Regions from separate parts of the Zea mays genome. Here region 2 is linked to region 1. The links are chromatin contacts, called in public Hi-C maps. All regions are on one chromosome and are shown on one strand. Each heading gives the region's core, a stretch centred on a gene start, on an enhancer-like site or on the middle of the called end of the contact. The rest is flanking DNA. Distances are from core to core; before and after follow the strand shown.

Evidence for each region. A called contact is a pair of places that touch in the nucleus more often than the background predicts.
Region 2: a Hi-C map of ear shows a contact between it and region 1, with 2.0 times the contacts expected there. The contact joins the promoter of LOC103639583 here to the promoter of LOC100277219 in region 1. A contact is called at or near these places in 2 of 25 Hi-C or Micro-C datasets (ear and leaf).

Annotation. Positions count from the first base shown.
Region 1 is chr9:159,417,248-159,421,981 of Zm-B73-REFERENCE-NAM-5.0, reverse strand. It overlaps LOC100277219, which reads right to left and starts at 1,506. Exons shown (of 4, transcript NM_001150852.2): 1 at 1,324-1,506; 2 at 1,104-1,233; 3 at 1-872. The coding sequence starts at 806. The coding sequence ends at 246.
Region 2 is chr9:159,713,559-159,718,545 of Zm-B73-REFERENCE-NAM-5.0, reverse strand. LOC103639583 (protein PAM68, chloroplastic) reads left to right here and starts at 2,428. Exons shown (of 1, transcript XM_008662316.3): 1 at 2,428-3,522. The coding sequence starts at 2,636. The coding sequence ends at 3,283.

The DNA.
Region 1 (4,734 bases), core at 257-2,756:
TACAAGGAACAAAGGTGACTCTGAAACTGCAGTGATATGCAAATCCACCAAATCTCCATTACCACAACATCCTTCTCACTGCATTTCCAAACTTCCTAAACTCCTCGCTGTGCTTGCTAACCGCCTACAGTACTGCTGCAGAAGGAACCACCGCCAGGTACACAGTGGTTATCCCCGGTTACCCTATACATACTACAAAGGTCAGTTGTAGTTAAACTATGTACACAGAACTACCCAACCGCCATTCAGTTATCCTCAATTTTGAGGTTAAGGATCCTCCTCAGATTCTCGGTGGCAATGGTAGCATCAGTACCACTGAAGAAGGTAACACCTGAGCCTGCAGTCGGCGATGAAGGTGCCGACTTGGCATGCACGGGCACCTCTTCGTCGTCTGACCGGTCAGCAGGTGGAAATTCAAGTGAGACACTGCGCTTCTGGTGGAGTGAGAACTTGGGGATCGGGAGGGAGCTGGGAGGCGGCGAATTGCAGAACCCCGGGCCAGCCCAGAGCTCAGGGCGAGAGGGAGGGGACGTCGAAAGGTTTATAGAGATTGCTCGGCTGCGCTTTTTCCCATGGTGAAGCTGATGTTTCGGTGTCTTGGGCTCAGGAGAGGAGCGGGTCAGTGCAACCCTCTGCGCGGGCGGGGATGGCAGGATGCCGACGGTGATGCCGGAGTGGAACGCCCGGCAGTTGCCAGCATGGTAGCTGCGCGTGGACTGAGGCGACGCTGCTAACGCCTTCTTCCGGCGACCCGAGAAGTGGTGGAGCTGGTGGTTGCGCTCCTCCGAGATGAGCAGAGTCTCCATGGCCCGACCCGAGATGATGCAGGTGCTCTGACTGGGACAGATCGTAGCGACGGATCCCACGAAACCCTAGCGCCAAAAGAAAAATCAAACGTAGAAGCTTATCAACACAGTGCATTTCGATCGCAGAAATGGCAAGCAGGACCAGAATCTGGACAAAAATATCAACATGGATGGTGAAACTATATTATTACGACACGGTGAATCGTAATGCAGAAATGGTTGTCTCTAGTGTACAGATCGCCAAATCATTCAGCAACAAAAAATAAGAGCAGAGGACACGGGTATACTGGTAGATACCTTCCAGATCTGCAGTCGAAGAACAGACCGAACCCCAGACAGAGCACTGATGGCGTCCCCACCTCGCACGATCACCGTCGCGTTTCACTCCTCCGTCCCAAACCAGATCCACGCGCAACGCGAGCAGTCACTGCATCCACAAAGCAAACCGCCGCCGCCGGTGAATCAGACGACCTCCCAAAGGGAAACCGCCAAATCGGAGCTCCGGCTCCCAACTCACCAAATGGATCCCCGCGGCCAGCGGGAATCTCCGAGGAACCCGCCGCTCGCTGCGCGGAGAAACTAGGCAGAAGGACCGCTCGTCGGCGCAACGGGGCGGATCTGGCCGGAAGGTCGCGCTTGCGGAGAGCGGACGGCTGGCGGTGGTTGGGAGTTGGGACTAGTGGGGAATGCAGGAGGTCGGATGGGAGCTAGACGACGACGGACTCGAAACGGTCGGCTGAGAGGCGGGTTTAATAGGGTCCGGGTGGCGTCCGTGAATCGTGTCCACCAGCGCTTACATGTATCACCTAAAATATTATTTTACACTATACACGATATTATTTGTAGAATAAAATTTGAATACTGAGTATGAAACTTGTGGAGACAGTAGTAGTAGTAGCTTTGGCCGCCCGTGCGTCACGTTCGTTGGGGACTTGGGGTCTGAGTCTGACTGGGCCGGCCTGCATGGGGTGGGGGCTCCGGCCGTTGATCTCGGCTGTCGGCGAGCGTGGACGGTGATCGGGAGGACGCGTGGTGAGGAAGTGACGTAGGCGTGTGTTTTGGTTCGGATAAGGGAGGCGTGAACAGGAAGAATGCGTTAGCATCACCAATAGAGCATCTTCAAGGTGGTCCACGGGTCCAACAGCTTCTTACTTATGCTCCCAATTTATTTGATATTCCTAAAACAAGACCCTCGCTAAAGAGTCAAGCCACCCTCGTCTCCAAGGGCGGATATGGGCCCTGGGCCACCTGGGCCGTGGACCGAGGCGCAACCCAAAAATCCTCTTATATATATATATTTTTCAACCAAAAAAATCTAGCTCAAAATACATTTCAGCCTAAAAATGTGGCCCAAAAGACATCCTGCTCGCATCGATTGAGCCTGGCGCTGACGGCCTCTCTCAGTCGCTCAAGTCACGAGAACATAGACTCTTTCAATTATTTCGCAAACCTGCGCGGTTGCGTTTCTTATGTTACCAGCGGCGCGACCGCCTTCATTCAGTCCTCTATCGCTCTCCACGCCTTTAGGCTAGGGGTGGGCGTTCGGGTTACCCGAAAATTTCGGGTCGGGTAATTCGGGTTTTCAAAATTTCGGGTTTTGAGAATCGATACCCGAAATTACAACGGGTTTTACAATACCCGAAAATTCGGGTACCCGAAATTTCGGGTTCGGGTTCGGGTATTCCCGAACTACCCAAACTATTGTGTCGACTTCATAAAAATACATACACCCTATTAAATTAGTATAAAATATAGTTTGAATAATGATATACATGGACATATAAAACACAAGCAATCTACAATCACAAGTTATGCACACATACACATAATTATAAATATACAAATTAATAATTAAGCATGACATGAGTACATGACACATGAAAGTTCGGGTAATTCGGGTATTTCGGGTACCCGATTGTGATACCCGAATTACCCGAACTAAATTCGGGTTTTGCAAGTTGCTACCCGAAATTCCCAAACAAAATTCGGGTTTCGGGTATTTCGGGTTCGGGTTCGGGTATTCCGGGTTCGGGTTTCGGGTTACGGGTTTTTTGCCCAGCCCTACTTTAGGCTCTACGAATTCGGTAAGGGCACAAGGCAGCAACCTCCGAGGCGGCCGGGCGGGCTCTGACTCAGGCATCCGCCACCGCAAGTCCGGCCTCCACCTCCACCAGTTCGCCTCTATCGTCCCTGTAGCAATGACGCGCGCGGCCTGCACTGGCACCACGCCACCGCCCAAATCTACCCCTGCCATTACATCTTTTCCCAAAGTATACAACTTCCTCAACCTGATTTCTTTTCTTTTCTTATTCATAGGCGAGGGCAAAGCGCCTCCCTGGCCAATGGGCAGCGACCACCTGAGCGGCAAGCGTTGTGTGCTGAGTGCTTCTCCTCTATTGTGAGTAATTGTTTCTGAACGTCTGATTCTTTTCCCTGTCTGCCACAGTTTTATTGGATTTTTTTAAATGTTACTACCCCTAAAGTACGAAAAATTAAAAGTTACATTGGATTGTTTTAAATGTTACTACATCTAAAGTGCGAAAAATTAAAAAACGACTAGTACATCGTTATATTTATAAAGTGGTTCGGAACGTTATTTTTATGGAGCTCCGCCACTGCTCGTCTCTATATATTTTTTGCTTTCCGCGTTAGATGGTCTACATTGGGATGTTTTTAAGGAGTTATCGGAATTGAGTATGTTTTTGGAATTTTATACTTTTGGGAGCAACCTAATATAGAGATATCGAGGTAGAAATATTAGAAGATGTTGGAGATACTCTTGGTTCTTAAAAAAGACCACTAAATTTGGATTTAGCAAGTTGCTAAGAGCATCTTCAACAAAGTGCCTAAAATAGTGCACTAGAAATTAAAATACTACATTATTCAAAGTGTTTAAGACACTAAAAATAAATTGAGCGTCAACGGTTAAGCTCTAAATCATGTATTTTAGAAAGTAAAATATATTATTAGAAAAGAAAATGTTTAGAATGATATACAAAATAAGGATAAAGCACTAATTTAGGGTGTTGTATATTTGTGCCACTTCGTGTTGTGCCCTATATTTTTTGATAAAAAATATTAAATATGGTATTATTGAAGCTGCTTTTGTTAGTTAAGCCTTATATTTTAATTTAAGGCATGGGTGACGATGCTATAAATACATATTGGAAAAAAACTTAGCCTCCAACTATCCTAAGTCTTAGGTTTTTAAATACTTTAAAGTTAAGGTAACTCAGTGGTAAATTTCGTAGCTTAAATCATTTAAAGTGTATCACTTGTACACGAGTGTGAACTTGATGACAAACAATTGATTTCATGGAGTGATTGATGAGCAAAATAGGTTATTGGGGGTGCGAAATAACTTTCAAAGTTTGGGGACTAAATAGGGATATTTGACAACCTCGTTTAAGAAATTGTTGGAGCATAATTTTTGAATAACACCTTAAATCAATTATAGGGCTTTTTGAAACTAGTGAAGATGCTCTAAGAGTTATTTGATATAGTTGTTCCATACCAAAATAATTAAGGTAGAACATTATAAGATAATTAATTTTAAATTTTAACTAGATATATAAAAATAATATTTTTCGTATATAATAATTCAACATCTCTATGAGAAAGCCGTGGTAGAGGAAGCGAAGTCCGGCTGTGAAGGAGGATTAGAAGAATACCCCTTCGCCTCCTGGACATGGAGTAGTCTCCGATCCAGGGCTCGTCGAGCTCCACAGGAAAATAACCTAGTCGCTCCACCTATGTTACATGGTCCAATCCAACGTGCGGGCGCCCAAACTCAAAACATCTTCCCCTGCATTGTTTCGACTTCCCGATACATCTCCAGTCGGCGATGCGGTGGAAGGCCCAGACCTCGAGGAGGGAAAACCGACCAAAAGAATGACGACGGATCGCAGTGGCGGATTCAGCAAGTCAC
Region 2 (4,987 bases), core at 1,179-3,678, 300 kb before region 1:
TTGCCACCTTCTACTCAAGCTCACCAACAAAGCAACTTGTGTACACATGTGCTAGAGCAACAAAATTAGGGCAGTGACCATCGGTGGAGCAACAAACCGACAAGCTGGCCGATGTCACCGTTCTTGACTAAAACATGCCTAAACTTCATCCTTGGTCTTCCAGTTTCACATAGAAACTTTGGGATCTGGCTTAAGGAAAGATGTTCTCTAATGTGTGCTATAAACTTTGATTTAATGGGAATAATCAAAAGATCAACAAATTCTATAAACCAAACATCACAACCAATGGTACATTATCAAAGTACTAACTTCCCTTTGACTCCGAAACGGTTCACTCTCCTTTCATAGATGAAACACTTAGATAGACATGATCGCCAAGTTGAAACACCAAGGGTTGACGCCTTTTTTAGCATAGCTCTTTTAACGTGATTATGTTGTTTGAAGATGATCTTGTACAAGTCAAGCCTTTTATTTAGCTTGCCTTACTAAATCTTATTCAAAGGACCACCTTTCTTTAGGTTTTGACCGATTTAATGGAATTCTACACCTTCGACCATAAAGAGCTTTGAAAGGTGTCATTTTAATACTTTTCTATGAACAATTGTTAGAAGAATTCTGATAGAGGTAGGAAACCATCCCGTTTGGCTTAATAGGGATAACAAATTTACCCGTGGGTTTAGTTATCCGTCGGATATTCAACCCATCAGGCTTGGGTTTGTGCATGAAATTTGACCTGCGGGTCTTGCCCGCACCCTACCCGTGAAAAAATCAGATCAGTTACGAGTTTTACCTCCTAACCGTGCAGTTTTTAGCCCAAAATTAAAAAAACCTAGCACTGGGAATCAGGCCATATAATGGCTTATCACGACATTAACCTAGTCTCGCCCGCGTAGAGGAGTGAGTCCCGTCTCCTACATCCAGCCACCACCACCGCTAACCTGTCACCCACTCCCGTGAGTTCCATCTATTGTGGCTAGCTTGCGGCGTTTCCCATTTGGTTGTCCACGCTCCACACTTCAGTAGGCCTGGGCCCCTAGCGTGGCAACACAGGCGCGATCCTAGAGATGGCAATGGGTACCCGCTACCTGAAACCCGATGGGTTTTTGCTCGACTAGGGTATGAGTTTGGTCAATTTCTCTACCCATGAGTTTGTTAATGGGTTCAAATAGAAACCCAACGGGTACGTGGACATGAGTTTGTTCTTTCACTACCCATACCCGCAAACTCATGGGTTTTTAAAACCCGCCTTAAAATCATCATTTCTTATAAATATGTCTCATATATTATTAATTGAATATGTTCTAATTGAAATAAACTTCATGTAATAAATTTTAAGCTAAAATTAGTTATCACTTATTCTTTTTATCCTAGCTTATTAATGTATTGATTGTTATTTACATGATGAATTATTTTTTATGTTGATGTTAGTGGGTATGGGAAACCCGTTGGGTACCCGAAACCCGCATGAGTATGGGTTTGGGTAAAATTTTATACCCGTCATGGGTATGGGTTCTTTAGCGGGCGTATTTTTTCTTCGCGGGTATAAGTTTGGGCAAGTAATACCCAGCGGGTTTTTACCCGTTGCCATCTCTACGCGATCCCCTAGCACGACGTGTGGGCGTTGGGTGCGGTAGCGCAGGCGTGGGTCCCTAGCCCGTCTCTCTGCCTGGGCTCTCTACGAGACGTCAGTAGGCGCGAATCTACTGTACGGTTCGCCGTCACGTCAGATGCCAGGGCATCTCTCCTTCGAAATACAAGACTCAACTTCACCACGAACGCTCCCCTGGATGTATAAATAGGGCAGTGGTCCCTCCATTGAGACACAACAACACACATAGTCGAGTTCTTGCTTTCTCACACTGTCTTAGATATTGACATTTGTCTCAATCATCTCTAGGGACTTGTGGACTTCTCCTCTCCCGCTGTGCTTATAAACCCCTACTACAGGCACCACGGTACGAGTAATATATGCATCATCCCCTCTCCTGGAAGTAGGGCCTCGAGAAGCCCGAACCAGGATAATCGCTTGTGTCATTTCGCACACCATCTAGAGCCGGCCACGCGACACATTACTGGTTGGTTAAGAACCCGCGGTCCAAACACTGACACGATCGTAACCGATATAATTTTCGTACTGAACTTTCATTTCCTATGTTTCCGAATTACCAATGTCGTTTTCGTTTCTGGAGTTACCGTTTTCGATCTCGTTTCCGAGAAAAAAAATATGAAAACGAAAATAGTTTTAGTGTTTAATGATAGTTTCCGGCCGTTTTCACCCCTACTAGCCGGACCGGGTCGTGTCTGGGCCGTGCTTTTTTGTGTCGTGGCTGGGCTGTCCCACGTGTTAGTGTCAATTAGTCATCTATAGAGAGTGGTTTGATACAAAGTCGTTTTTCAAGAAAGATCGCTAGAGACGGGGGCATTCAATTTTTTGCCACTTTAATGTAGCAGCCGTTTAATTTGTGTCATTTACACCATATTCACTGATTCAAATAGTGGGAAATAGTTAACTTTTAACTAGAGATGTTGTGAAACTAGGAAAACCCGGCGCCCACTGCAGGACAGGACTCGCGCTGCCACGCTCTGGTTAGAGATAAGATGACCTGTTCTCGCAGCAAGTGATTTGGCTCTTGCCATGGAGGTGCCGCTCTCCCCACCGCGTGCCCACGCCAGCCTCCTCTGCTGCAGCTCCACTCCCGTCGTCCTCGGCCTCCGATCCCGCTCCGCCACCGCTCCGAGCCGCCGCGCGCGGCCACTCCTTGCCCGCAGGAACCGGGACAGCCGGAGCGACGAGGAGACCGCGGCGGAGCCCAAGATCATCACGGTCGGGCGGCCGGGGAAGAGCGGGCGGCGGCGCAACAGGAAGCAGCAGCAGCAGCAGCAGCAGACGGCGGCGAAGGAAGAAGAAGAAGAAGAAGAGGAGGAAGATGAGGACGAGGAGGAGGAGCGTGACGCGACGATCCCGGAGGTGGTGACGAACCGGATGATGCGGCGGGTGGGCGCGTCGGTGGGGCTTCCGCTGGCGCTGGGCGTGGGGTTGTTCCCGGTGTTCTACTACCTGAAGGCGGTGGCGAAGGTGGACGTGCCGACGTGGATCCCCTTCGGCGTGTCGTTCGTCTTCTTCGGCGCGGCGCTGGCCGGGGTGAGCTACGGCATCGTGTCCGCGAGCTGGGACCCCGCCCGGGAGGGCTCCCTGCTCGGCTGGAACGAGGCGCGCCGCAACTGGCCCGTCTTCTGGGACTCGCTCCGGGGACGCTCCCAGTCCCCACCTCGCCGGGGCTAGGAGTAGAGTAGGGCAGGGACAGACAGGACCGCCCCAGTGTGATGACTGACATGACACTCTTGTGCGTTTGTCTCGGAAAAACTTGGGCTCTTGCATTGGTGCTGCTGTGTAAATCCACGTCGATCGCTCGCTCGCTTGTGTTGGGGTTGGGGACGGGGGTTCAATGAGAATTTGCATCTCTTGTTTGGTTCAGTAAGAGGGATGGAATGGATTCACTGCGGTGCTCATTCGGTTATTCAGGAACCATCTCTGGTACGATTTCATCTAATATCTTGTTGGGTTATTTCTAATACACATACACATGAATTAGATGATATTAAAAAAATTAATAAAAAGTTTAATTTGTTTGAGATTTAAACTCATCCATCCAATCATCTAAGATCTTTTATGTTTTGCTTCTCGGCTATCTTCATCGTAACTAAAAAGTACTTTTAGTTGGCACTCTTCTCTGTATCGCTCATCGTGTGTGTCTTCTACTGTTCTACAGTTCGACTTTCACCGTCTTTTCGATGGAACCCCTCTATTTCTGCGAGAAAATTGATAGAATAGGGATGAAGTATTGTCTCGATCGAAATCTATCAAGTCTACACAATCCCAGTTTGCAAAAAAAAAAAAAAATCATAAATCCGGACGCGGAACGCCAGCCAATCTTTGATGGGTCATGGTAATCCCAGTTCATCCAGTTTGGAAGCTAAGATAACGAAAGAGATTGGAGAGACTAAAATATCATTATTATTTAAAATTGAATAAGGAGATTTTCAGCTCATTATATTCCCTCTGATTTTGTGGAGAAACTAGTCTCGGTCCCATGAAGAGGGAGCGAGAAGCCCCGATTGTGACTGTGTGTAGGCATTAACAGTTGGATTGCGTGTCTCCTCCTACCGCGATGCAAAAACAGGAGCCTACAGCTGGGTCATTTTCAGCGTGAACTCGTCGGCGGTGCCGGCGCCGGTGCGGTGGCGCCCGTTGCGCGCGGGGGGACCAGTCGCGCTCGCGGGCCCCCTTCTTATTAACGCACGCTGGTACGGTGGCCTAACTAACGGCCTTGCGGCTGTTTTGGGGTTGGACTGGCTAGCGTAGCGTCTGGCCCATATTAACATTACCACAGCAGGCCCAAAGTGTGTAAGCCATCGACTCGACGTCCAAAGCATGCTGTTTTGGGACCTCGAAACAAATAGTATGCTGTGTATTTTTGCCATCCGATTTCACAAACCGTTCTCCTTGCCTGTCATTCCGCAGGAATCAAAAGGACCATATTTTTAAATTAGTTTCCATCTCTTCGTTCTGAATCGATCCGTGCTCCGTTATGTTTGCCCTGGAGAGGTTTAGTTTGTGTCGGCCGGTCAAATTGCACAGAGAGAGAGAGTGCACCGGAGGGAGCGGCGCAGGCATGTGCGGACTGCGGAGCAACGATAGTTTGCAGGGCCCGGCCCCAATCCAATGGGCAAATCTCAGATCCGGCCGGTTGAAGTAAAAAAAAAAAAACCGAGATGTTGCGTGCGCAGATCCAGATCCGTACGCGCGCGGCGCCTCCCTGGCAATTAGTACAAGCTAGTGTGACGATATTAATAGTTAATGGGGGGGTATATGTGTAGTATACGCTATTAGTTAAATACCCCTAGTACGTTTTAATTAAGAAGACGGAGTGTGTTGGTGTGTGTGTGTGTGTGTGTTGCTTGCTTGAAGAGGAAGAGAGCCCAGGAG